Linked DNA regions of Gossypium hirsutum: region 2 is linked to region 1. Evidence: chromatin contacts called from public Hi-C data. All regions are on one chromosome and are shown on one strand. Each heading gives the region's core, a stretch centred on a gene start, on an enhancer-like site or on the middle of the called end of the contact. The rest is flanking DNA. Distances are from core to core; before and after follow the strand shown. Region 1 holds the start of LOC107901601. Region 2 holds the start of LOC107901605 (DEAD-box ATP-dependent RNA helicase 15).

Region 1 (5,866 bases), core at 1,342-3,841:
GATTAGAATGGGTCAGAAGATTTCTTTCTCACCATTAAAAATCGATGTTCAAACTTTTTGATGTTGTAAAACTATATAACATATGGATTATGATGTAGAATTTCATTTTCATCTAACCTTTTCTTAATATAAGTTAATTATGTTTATGCAGAATATAATTCTCAAGTTATATTTTGATTTTAGTAAATTCATATAAGAACATTTTATTATTAAGAATTTTATGAAATTATATATCATTATTAAATTATATTTAATATTAATTATTTTAAATTGTATAAATTCATATAAGAAAAATTATTATCAATAATTTTATGAAATTATATATTATTATTAAATTATATATAATAATAATTATTTTAAATTATACAAATTCATATAAGATAATTTATTAGTTATAACTATTTTAAATTTTATTAAATCATATATTTTAATTAAAATATATTTAATATTAATCATTTCAAATTATCTTTTATAGTATCATATATTATGATTTGAGTAAATTCATATAAGAATATTAATTATTAAGAATTTTATTAAATTATATATTTTAATTATAATATATTTAATATATTTAATCATTATTATATTTAAATATGATTAAATTATTTATTATTGATAATAATAATCTTATTAAAATTTAAATAACAATAACAATAATATTTACCAAAATAAATTTATGCTAAGGTATTCTAGTTATTTTAGTTTTTTCCATTATTCTATTACACCTCTATTTCATTCAACCAAACACAAGATTACTATTACGCCTCTATTCCATTACACCTCTAATCTAATAGAGCAAACCAAACGTGGCCTTAGTGTTTCTAAAAAATAATAATTTCCTACTCTATTTAATCTACAATACAAAAGATCAAGAAATACAATAATATGCCCCATATCGCAGGAAAGGTTGAATCCAGAGAACATGCTCTGCATGATTGTCCTGTGACAAAAGAAATGTGGCATCAGTTGAATTGGAATTGGCGAGATTCAGTATTATACATGGAGTTTATGTACTGGGTTACCTGGTTTTTTTAGAACAATTCCACCATTCAATGTTGTCTTTTTGTCTATGCTTTATGGGAAATATGGGCTGAATGAAACAAATTGGTGCATGAGGGGCAAAGGAAAATAGCTTTAGCCATAACAGATTTTATTAGGAATTATGTTTATAAACTAGATGGGTTGAATAATTCCATACATGTTCAAAGAATGGAATTGGAAAAGTGGCAGCTATCGGAGAACCCATTTGTGAAAATAAACTTTGATGCAGCATACAGAAAACATGAAAACAAATCTTGCTCAGGGATTGCAATCAGAGATTCTATGGGGCGGGTATTGAGTTTCACGGTTGAGTTAAATGAAAATGTACCATCGGTGTTCGCGGCGGAGGCTATTGCATGCGTTCAAAGTATTCAACTGGGCCTGGATTTGGGGTTTACGGCGGTCGAAGTTGAAGGAGATGCCCTTTCTATTGTAAAAAAAAAAATACAGAAAGAAAGGTACAAAAGGTCTGAAAAAAGGGAATCGATGCTTGATGAGAAATGGGTTTCTTGAGTATGTTAGAGAATAAGTGGAAAGAGATCATAGGGGGATGGTGTTGTTGGTCTGAGTTTTTGCATAGTTTGGCAAGTTGGGGGACAAGAAGCATCTGGAGAATAGAGATGAAATGGAAGTCGGATGGTTTCTAGTTATTGGAAAAAAAAAAGATAAATTATTGAGGGGTTACTATCCAGTTGTTGGATCTTAGTTGTGCTGCATTAATTGCTTAGGCTAGTTGCTTGGATGCTTCAAGAGCAAGCTCCTTTCTTTGCTGGATTATTGGGCTGATTGGGTTAGCCCAATTTTATTGTTTTGCCTGTTTGTTGCTTGCGCTTTATTGTTGATTAATTGAATAAAATTCCAAATGATAATTTAAAAAAATCAAAAAATGACCAACACTTTATATTTGAGGGGTACACATATATGTATATATAATCAAGGGCTTATATCCAAGTTATCAAAAGAAGAACATGGCGGGGATTAACCCAAGTAATAGAAATCTAAGGAATGTTGTTGGATGGAGAAAATTTGCTGCACTCTTTTTGGCACGAGGTCGAAGAAGACTTCCACCGCCATAGCTTCCTCCTGCTTTCCCTCCTTTCTTCTTTTGCTCAATAATTACTTTCTTTTCTCTTTGAACCATCTTCAAATGAAGTGCTTCATGCCAACCCTTGATTGTTTTTTCATGCCACTCCAAAACATCTGCATGAAAAAAAATTAAATGGGTTTCTTAATTGATGACCAAATATTAAATTTCGTGATCTACTTTTTCCATTTACAAAATTTAAAATTCCTTTCTCAAAGCAAAAGAAAAAAAAAAACTTACCTTTGAGTTGTTTTTCCTTCATCAAGGGCTTGAGATCATTGACAGCAGCCTCTGATGGTGAGATGAAAGCTCTTTCACTTAAGAAACATAAAATTATGAAAATGATCCATTGAAAAACCCTTCTCTTCATTTTCTTTCCACTAGCAATTTTTTCCCCTTGGGCTACTTTTTTTAGCCCTTTGAATTGTTTCTTTAATTAGCTTTGATGCCCGGTATTTATAATAAATCATTAAGGAATAATGCACACGTTATTTTATTTTCAAAAGATATGCTTATAATGTTTGATTAAATCATGGGATAAAGCTACTTTTAAATGCTCATGCATGTGATAGGGTGCTGCTCAAAAGGAATCCCAAGGCAACTAAGGACAAATGAAAAGCCATTGTCGGGGAAATTTTTTATATAACTGGTATCTTTATTTTGAATACTTTATAATAATTAAATCATGTTACTTTTATTTAAAAATTCTAATTCAATGGTTGATATAATTATTATTTTCCTTCAAAATTTACTTATTATTATGTTTATATTATGAATGATAAATTGTTTTTGAAAATAATATGACTGTATAAATATTATTCCGTATTAATAGAGGTGGAGAAGGAGAGGGGTAGTGTTGAAAGAAACTGATTCATTTATTTTAAAATTAATAGTCGGATAGGTAAAGAGATTCAAAATGAATGCTTAATGTATTAAAATTTTGAGTGGAGAGAAATCTCTTTACTAATCGACATTGGAACTATGATGTGTCCAAGGTTCAATATTGAAATAATTTCTGAGGTTTTTCCTGTCTTTGTCCGTGTCAACAAACAATTCGAAATGCCTCCACTCTTTTAGAACAGGTCCAAGTCAAATAGCAATGATTCGAAGCACTTCTTTTTACACTATTTCGAAAATTCAAAGACTCAATCGTATAGATATGTAAAATACATGATTTTCAATCTTAGTAGAAAAGGGAGGGAAACGGATACTCAATTTAAAGTGAGTAAGCAGAATTTCATATTTGATCTCATAAATACATATAAAATTCTGTAGAAAATCTAACCAAATTTAAATTGATAGAGATATAACAAATATATTAATGTTGAATTTTAATTTGAGATATTAATAGTGTGTATAGAATTTTAAAAATTTTAAATAAATAAAATTTAAATGTCAAACTTTAGTTAATACTTTTTCCTCCACTTTATTTAAAGTGTATATTTTAACCGAAGCATATAGAGACGGGGGCGGTTGATTAGCCATGTCCGACAAGGTTAAAGAATATACCTTACCAATTTCGAGGAATGCCTTTGCCAGCCTGGAAAGTAAAAAAGGATATATAAATGAAACCTTATTTTGCATTCCCAAGAACCTAAAAAATGAGAAAAACTCTCGTGGGAATTGTTGGTTCACCCCTTCCTAAATCCTAAGGTGACTGGGATTCAGGTAATTACTATAGTATCACATTTTAAGGTTATCGATATTCTTTTAAATATTTTTTATATATGTAAACATATAAATATATTTAAGCTTAATATCATTTTATCCCTGAATTATAGTGATCCTTATATTAATTTTGATTATTTTATCTCATTTATTTTCATTCCATCAAAATTGTTTCCATTAAAAGAAATCTGATTTGATGGTTTAAGCCTATCAAATTCATATTCGAGGACAACTAATCTAAGTCTTTGACTCAAATGCCCGAATGTAATTTTTATTTTTCTCTTAATATTAAAAGATTTCCCTTGTTTTTTTCTTTATTTGTTTCTCTTTCTTCTTTCCTAGTAAAAGTTCAGCTTTTCCAGCCGAAACTGTAGGTGCACGAACACTATCGCTAGCACTCACCATCGTCGTCGTTCCTCCGACCAGTCCCAGTGAATCATCAGAGACCCAAGGGTTCCAATCCATTATGCCCAACCAATTGGTTTGTATGGCTCTTCATGATTTCATGAAATCGTGTAAACTCGTCTTAAGAAAATGGCTCTTCACCAGTTGTAACTTGTAACTAGTGCTTCTCAAAATCATTGGCTGGTATGTAACCAATGAAAGCCATACAAATGAAATCGCATAATAATTATTTCATATATTCTTTTGATTTTTTTTTTCCAAAGTTCTGATTTTACCCAAAATTATTCAAAGCAAAAATCCGAAGTTTTGGCTTTACCCAAAATCATTCAAAGCAAAAATTTAACCCAAAATTTCCCCATTTGTCTAAACCTTTCCCGTTTCTTGTTCTCATGTTGTCAATCTTTTGCTCTTTAACATTATGGAAACCAAAACTTTAATATTGCACAAATAATGATTTTTAGAATATTTATAATAATATGATTTTTATTAGTTAATATTTGGCAAGGAATTAGAGATAGCTATTAGTCGTGACAAAGAAGAATACCTGATAAATTAATTTCATTCTCTTATATTTTTTTTAATTACACAAACCTTAAGTGATAAAGGCTATAATTTTTATGAGTATTTTTTTTGTGTGTAACCCTAATAGGTAATGAGATGGATTTATAATGATAAACTTTTAATTTGGTACATCCATAAAGTAACTGAATGAATGTATAAGATTTAATTTCTATTAAAGCAAAACTTTTATTCCCTTTAAATTGGACCCCAAACTTAACTGGATTCACAAAATTGGGCTAAAAATCTTACATTCTCCCACTCAACTTGTAACAGCCCGTTTTCAGTAAAATCGAAACAGTGGTTTAGGGATCACAAATCCGAGTCCGAAAAAAAAATTATTTTAATTTTATTTCATGGTCTGCATTATGATAGAAATATCGTATGAAAATCAGTGGTTTAGGGATCACAAATCCGAGTCCGAAAAGAAAATTATTTTAATTTTATTTCATGGTCTGCATTATGATAGAAATATCGTATGAAAATTTCGTTAGGAATTTTTTACCGATTACATGTCTAATTAGAAAGAAAGGACCAAATTGCATAAAATGCAAAAGTTGGGTTCTAGTAGCTATAAGTATCAAATAGTTATGGAATTCAAAATTGAAGGTCCTTATATGAAAAATAGGCCATTAAGAGAAGTTAGTAGATAAGTATGATGATTCATCCATGGAAAATTAATTAAAGAAAATGACTAAATTGGAAAGTAAAAATAATAAAAGATGATAAGTAATTAAATAATGAAAATATCATATTTTTCATCATCTTTCTCAAATTTTTTTTATGGAAACCCTAGCTAAGAGAAAAGACCTCAAGCAAGCTTATTTGGCTTAATTGGGTAAGCATTCTTGTCTCGTTTTTAATGATTTTTATGTTTTCAAGATTGTAATAGCTTAATTTAGCTATCTCGGGGATTAATTTGCAAAGTTATCAAAGTAATAGGGTTTAGCCAAGGATGAATATACATGAATTATAGAATTTATGGTAGAAAATGAAAGGTTGTTCATAGATAAACAACTTTTGTAAAATGAATTTTGATGAAATTGTGATGTAGGGATTAAATTGTAAAGATGTAAAATTCATGGAAAAATTCTAAATTTTATGAATTAC
Region 2 (5,866 bases), core at 1,753-4,252, 170 kb after region 1:
TATGTATATCAATTAAGTATGTAAAAGGGTTGATATAGAAATTAATACTTGACTTTGGCTTCAATATTTAATTTGATAACTAACTTTTTTCAATCCAAATTGGTATTCAAATTTATTTTTTGTCACACATTTTAATCCATTTTTAATTTACATATATTATAATTTTTTATACATTTTCATGATTTTTTTATATATATTTTTAAATTTTCTAAAATTTTGATTATTTTTTTCGAAGTTTATCAAAGTGGTTGATTATATATATTTTAATTTTTCAAAATTTCCTAGTTGTTTAGATTTTTTTAAGGTGTTTGCTGATGTGGTAAGTACATTCTATTTGGACAAACCTAATTGGTCATGTAATCTCATTTTAATTGTATTACAAAAATGGACTAAAATGTGGCGAAAATTAAAATTTGTGTTTATTTGGATAAAAAATTTAGGTACCAAAATTAAACATTAAAGTAAAGTCAAGTTCAAATGGTCCGTTCGGTTAATACTTGAACTAAATTACTATTAATCGAATTATCCGAAATGTAAAAATCTTTAATCGTTAATCAAACCGAATTTTTTTTAAAATACACTAACCAAACCGAAATTTATATGTTTTTGTCTTTTGGTTAAAATAAGTATAAAACATATAAAAAATACATTACTAATGTTTATTTCTTTTATTTAATAATTCAAAAAACTTTAAATGGAGGTGAAAACAACAAATAAGACATTAGAAACATTACATAGGTCTTGAAAGTTAACAACCAAGCACTATATAAGTCTTGAAAACAACAAATATATCAGTTAATTCGATTAATTTTCCAATTTCAGACCAAATTAACCGATAACTGAAATTCTAAAAAATCATTAACTGACTTCCGGTCGAATTAAATTCGGCCATCAACCGATTAATCGAATTAGACCGGTTCGGTCGGTTAATTCGATTTTAACCGAAGTATGAACACCCCTAAAATCAAGTACCAAATGTTATTTTAACATAATGTATAAATATGTTTTTATGTAAATATAAATTTTAAAAATAATAATTAGGTTTAATACTTAATTTATTAATTATGTTTAATTTTATGTAATTATTAAAAAATGATAAAATAAAAAAATTTAAAAAAAATTATTTAAAATATCAAAATTTTGTATTAATTGAAATCAACTTGTATGCATAAGTACAGACAAGGAGTAGACTTATCTATGGACCGGGTCGAGTCTGAAGGCCTACCAAAAAAATGAGAGGGTTTGAGTAAAAATATAAGACTGAAAAATGGACTTGGGCAAAAAAATAAGACCCATTTAGAAAACGGGTCAGGTCTCGGGTAAGATTTTTTTGACCCGAGCCCGATCCGGCCTGGCCCGAATATGCAAAAAAAGAAAGATGTTTGTTTATTATTTTCTTACTTTTTATTATTATTTTCTTGCTATTTTCTTGTTTTTTTTTCACTATTTGCTACAATTTCATAATTATGTTGTTACTATTTTGTTGTTATTATTTAGATACTGTATAACTCTTATTTTATTGTTGAATTTGTTATTATTTTAGAGATATTTATTTGTTAAATTACACATATCTGAGTGTTGTTTAAGTATACATACTTTTTAAATTTATTTTCAATTTGTGGGGAAATATTTATTTTAATGCTTTTAGTATTTTTGATGTATTATATATATATTTTTAAAAATTAATATAGCTGGGCCGGGCTTGAGTTTTAGCATTTTTATCCGAGTCGAACTTGGGCAATATTTTAGGCCCATTTTTGGGTCAGGCTCAGGCCTAACAAACAAGACTTAATTTTTTGTTGGACTTGGTCCGACCCATGGACACCTCTAACTAGGAGTGATATTAGCTCAATTTGGTCGAGTTTTTTTTTATAGATTTTTTGAACCATTTGTCATAATTCGATTTGGTTCTCATTTTTTTATTTTAATTTTTAATTTTTAATTTTGACTTATTTTAACAAAATAAACTTTTTTTATGATTTTTGAATATTATTATACAAAATTTTAAAATTTTTTTCATAAATATTTCTAAAAACAATAATATTTCAAGAACTTTTAAATTATTTTCACTATTTTAAATATAAAATATTCATTTTTATATAATAAAAAATATACATTAATTATATATTAAATAAAAATAAAATTTAATTCGGGTTCGAATAATTATAATTTTCAAATTTGTATTCTATAAACTAGTCAAATACTTTAATTTGGATGATTTTCAATTTTTCTTGCACAGCGCTACTACTAACTATATTGCATGAAATTGGTAAAAGCCCATCAAATTTTTTGTCTAAATAAAATTTAGATTGCATTTAGCATTTCTTTTCAAATGGGGGTTTTTCAAGCCAAACCAAATTCTTATCCTTTAAATAATGCTGTAAATAATAAGTTTTTATTTAAAAATTATTTTTTCAAACTAAAATAAAAAAAATGAAAATTCTATCTTTTGATTTTTCAAAAGCTAATTTGAGTTTCACATTACATAATTATAGATTATAAATGATAAATGATAAATGATAAATATGGTTTATACATTCAAACTAAAAGTTTTAAATATTTTATATTAATGGTTTAAAAATATGATTTAAATATTAACTTATTTTTACTTTGAAATATAATATCTAAGTAATCCTTTTCACTTTTGAAAGTACTTTTTATAACAATGCAAAATACTTAAAAATCTAAAAAGGGTTGATATAACTTCTAGTCCCACTTTAATATTTGTATTCTTTTATCTACTTTGATATTTAATATTGATAATTAAATTCATTTTAGTCATTAAATTATATTTCATCAAAATTTAATAACGCAACACCTAAAATTTTAATAAAATATATATTTTAAAATTTTAAATAATGACACAATACTATCAAATTTAAAATTAAAATAGACTTAATTACCAAATTTAAACATGAAAATGAAAATATAAATATCAAAATGAATTTAATTTCCATTTTTTTTAATAAAGGGTAAAGATGTTCAAAATTCGAACGCAATGTCCAACTAGGGAGAGCAGTAGAAGATGGTAAATACTGAGAAGAAGCGAGGTCATTTCCGGCAATATTGAGGATCGATAGTCGAACCCGAAAACCCTATTTTCTCTCTCTATTTTTCCAAATCTAAATCTCTTCTTTCTTCCACTTTCAGGGCTAACCTTTTTCCTTTGCAGAATCTCTTTGAACCCTAAACCTAAACCCCAAATTTTCCTCCTCTTTCAATTAACTTCTCAGGTAAGTCTTCCAAATCTACAATCTTTCTTTGAAATTTGATTTTATGAGGACCTTGTTTTCAGTTACTCTTCGATCTCCTACTTTGCTAAAACCCTAATTATTTGTTATTGGGATTTGTAGAAGAATGGGAGAAACGAGGGACAACGATGCTTACGAGGAAGAGCTTCTCGACTACGAGGAAGAAGAAGAGAAAGCACCTGACTCCGTCACTGCTAAAGTCAACGGCGAGGCCGGGAAGAAGTGAGTTTTTACTTTCTCTTTATTACTCCCTGTTCATTTTCTATTTAAATTATATTAGTTCTCATATGAGAACGAACGAACTTTGCTTAGAACAAGTTACGTGTAATGCGGATCGGTCCAGTACCGGGAATGAAAACTAGAGTACAATTCACTTCTAAAAAATTAAATTCGATAGATTCTTTTAGTAGAATGGATTACGATTTATTGGAACTTAAATATATGTAGTTTTTGTGTTTATATAAATACATAATTCTATATAAATAATTTTTTTTTGTGAATTGTTTCTTTTAATCAATAATTTTATAATAAACTATATGCTAATGGGAACATTAGTTTTACTGAATTGGATCGTTAGTGATCTCTGATTGTGAACTTGCATGCTGAATTTGAGAATCGTTAGGGAGAGAGCGATTTCTGGTAACAGAAGGTTAGAACATATACTAGTTGCGTCAATTTTATTTTTCTTTGGTCTCAAATGATTTTATTTTGCTTTCGTAAATGATGGTAATTAATATATTCTCCTTTTCTTCTGTAGGGGCTATGTTGGGATTCACAGTTCAGGATTCAGAGACTTCCTTTTGAAGCCAGAGCTTCTTCGGGCAATTGTTGACTCTGGGTTTGAGCACCCTTCCGAAGGCAAGTTTCTGACTCTTACTCTTTCCTTTCTATATATTTGTTAAAACATATATGTAGTTCCGTTCCTAGAACCAAAATTGCAATTTAAATTACATTGATGGCTTGCTCTTTGGCAGTTTTATTGTTATTTTCTCAAGCTTGTGATTCTACTCAAAATGTCCAATTAGATTTGTAGCCCCTTTTGTGTATGTTTAATGTGAATTTCTTGTTCAGCTTAAAACCTCTATTTTGATGCATTGTTTTTGCAGGTAATATGCAACTATCATAAAGTTAAATTAAAAGGATCACGGAGGTTATATTTTACTTACCCTGGATTCCTTGATGCTCTTTTCTTTGGTTCATCAGTGCAACATGAATGTATTCCCCAAGCTATACTGGGTATGGATGTCATTTGCCAAGCTAAATCAGGGATGGGAAAGACTGCGGTTTTTGTTTTGTCATCATTACAGCGGATTGAGCCAACTCCGGGACAAGTTATTGCTCTCGTTTTATGCCATACAAGAGAGTTAGCTTATCAGGTTAGAACATGTTCTGCATCTTTTTCTTTAAGCTTTCTGGTCATAAAATTTCTTTCTACATTCTTGAGGTTATATGATATATGTCATCTCATTTTAGTTATCCCCGTAACTTGGTAGATTTGTCATGAGTTCGAGAGGTTCAGTACTTACCTGCCTGATATTAAGGTTGCTGTCTTCTATGGTGGTGTCAATGTCAAAGTACACAAAGATCTGCTGAAAAATGAATGCCCCCACATTGTTGTTGGGACACCTGGAAGGATATTGGCTCTGGCTAGAGACAAGGACCTTTCATTGAAGAATGTCAGGCATTTCATTCTTGATGAATGTGACAAGATGCTTGAATCACTTGGTATGGTTTTCTTTACCTGAAGCTAGATAAATGTACAAGTTTTTTAATGCTTCTTTTACTTATGCCATTCCCTCTGGTATTTATTTTATTTATATCCTGCAGACATGAGGAGAGATGTGCAGGAAATTTTCAAGATGACCCCCCATGATAAGCAAGTTATGATGTTTTCTGCTACGCTCAGCAAAGAAATTCGCCCGGTTTGCAAGAAATTTATGCAAGATGTAATATTCCGTGGCCAATACTACTTGAATTTAGAAAGTATCTTTTTAATTCATTCCCAGCTTTCAACAAGAGTTATGTAAAATTTTAATCTTGGTGGGTCCATCACTATATGCTTGCTACTGGTGTTGCTTGGGTGCAGTTTCTTCAACTAATCATTTCTGGGTTATGCAGATTGATTGGGAAAGGTTAGTAGTGAAGTGATAAGTTTGCAGTGTTTAGGCTTTTGAAGTGGTGGATCTTTGTGATCTCTCTTTTTTTTTTTTTTAAATTTAGGCTTGATTTCTTAGTTGTTTTCAATTAAGGCTATGGGTTTGGGCTTAGGCTGGGGGCATTAAGAGGGGTTGGATGTTTCCTTGTTTGGGTGCTGTGTTGTTTTGTAATAGAATCATTGCTTTTGAGGGGAATAGCACGTACTTGCTGTGATTAAGTAATGAATCTGCAAGGAGGCAAGTCAGATGGACCAGAATCTCAAATCAAGCGATGTGCATCCATAATTCATTTCGTACTGGATTCCATTTGCTTGAGGAAGCTCGCTAATATGACTTACTGTCACATTTGTTCCTTTCAGCCAATGGAAATTTATGTGGACGACGAGGCCAAGTTGACCCTTCATGGTCTTGTGCAGGTTTGTTCCATGAGCGTAGTTCTCCCTCTTGAACTTCTTATTT

The links. Hi-C and Micro-C count contacts between places; a contact is called where the count stands out from the background.
Region 2: a Hi-C map of leaf shows a contact between it and region 1, with 2.1 times the contacts expected there. The contact joins the promoter of LOC107901605 here to the promoter of LOC107901601 in region 1. A contact is called at or near these places in 2 of 34 Hi-C or Micro-C datasets (hypocotyl and leaf).

Annotation. Positions count from the first base shown.
Region 1 is chrD06:23,001,289-23,007,154 of Gossypium_hirsutum_v2.1, forward strand. LOC107901601 reads right to left here and starts at 2,592. Exons shown (of 2, transcript XM_016827666.2): 1 at 2,366-2,592; 2 at 1,945-2,241. The coding sequence starts at 2,495. The coding sequence ends at 1,997. It overlaps LOC121218317 (a long non-coding RNA gene), which reads left to right and starts at 3,714. Exons shown (of 2, transcript XR_005914548.1): 1 at 3,714-3,793; 2 at 4,136-4,431.
Region 2 is chrD06:23,166,163-23,172,028 of Gossypium_hirsutum_v2.1, forward strand. LOC107901605 (DEAD-box ATP-dependent RNA helicase 15) reads left to right here and starts at 3,003. Exons shown (of 12, transcript XM_016827672.2): 1 at 3,003-3,233; 2 at 3,354-3,473; 3 at 4,009-4,109; 4 at 4,455-4,627; 5 at 4,745-4,976; 6 at 5,079-5,197; 7 at 5,767-5,823. The coding sequence starts at 3,358.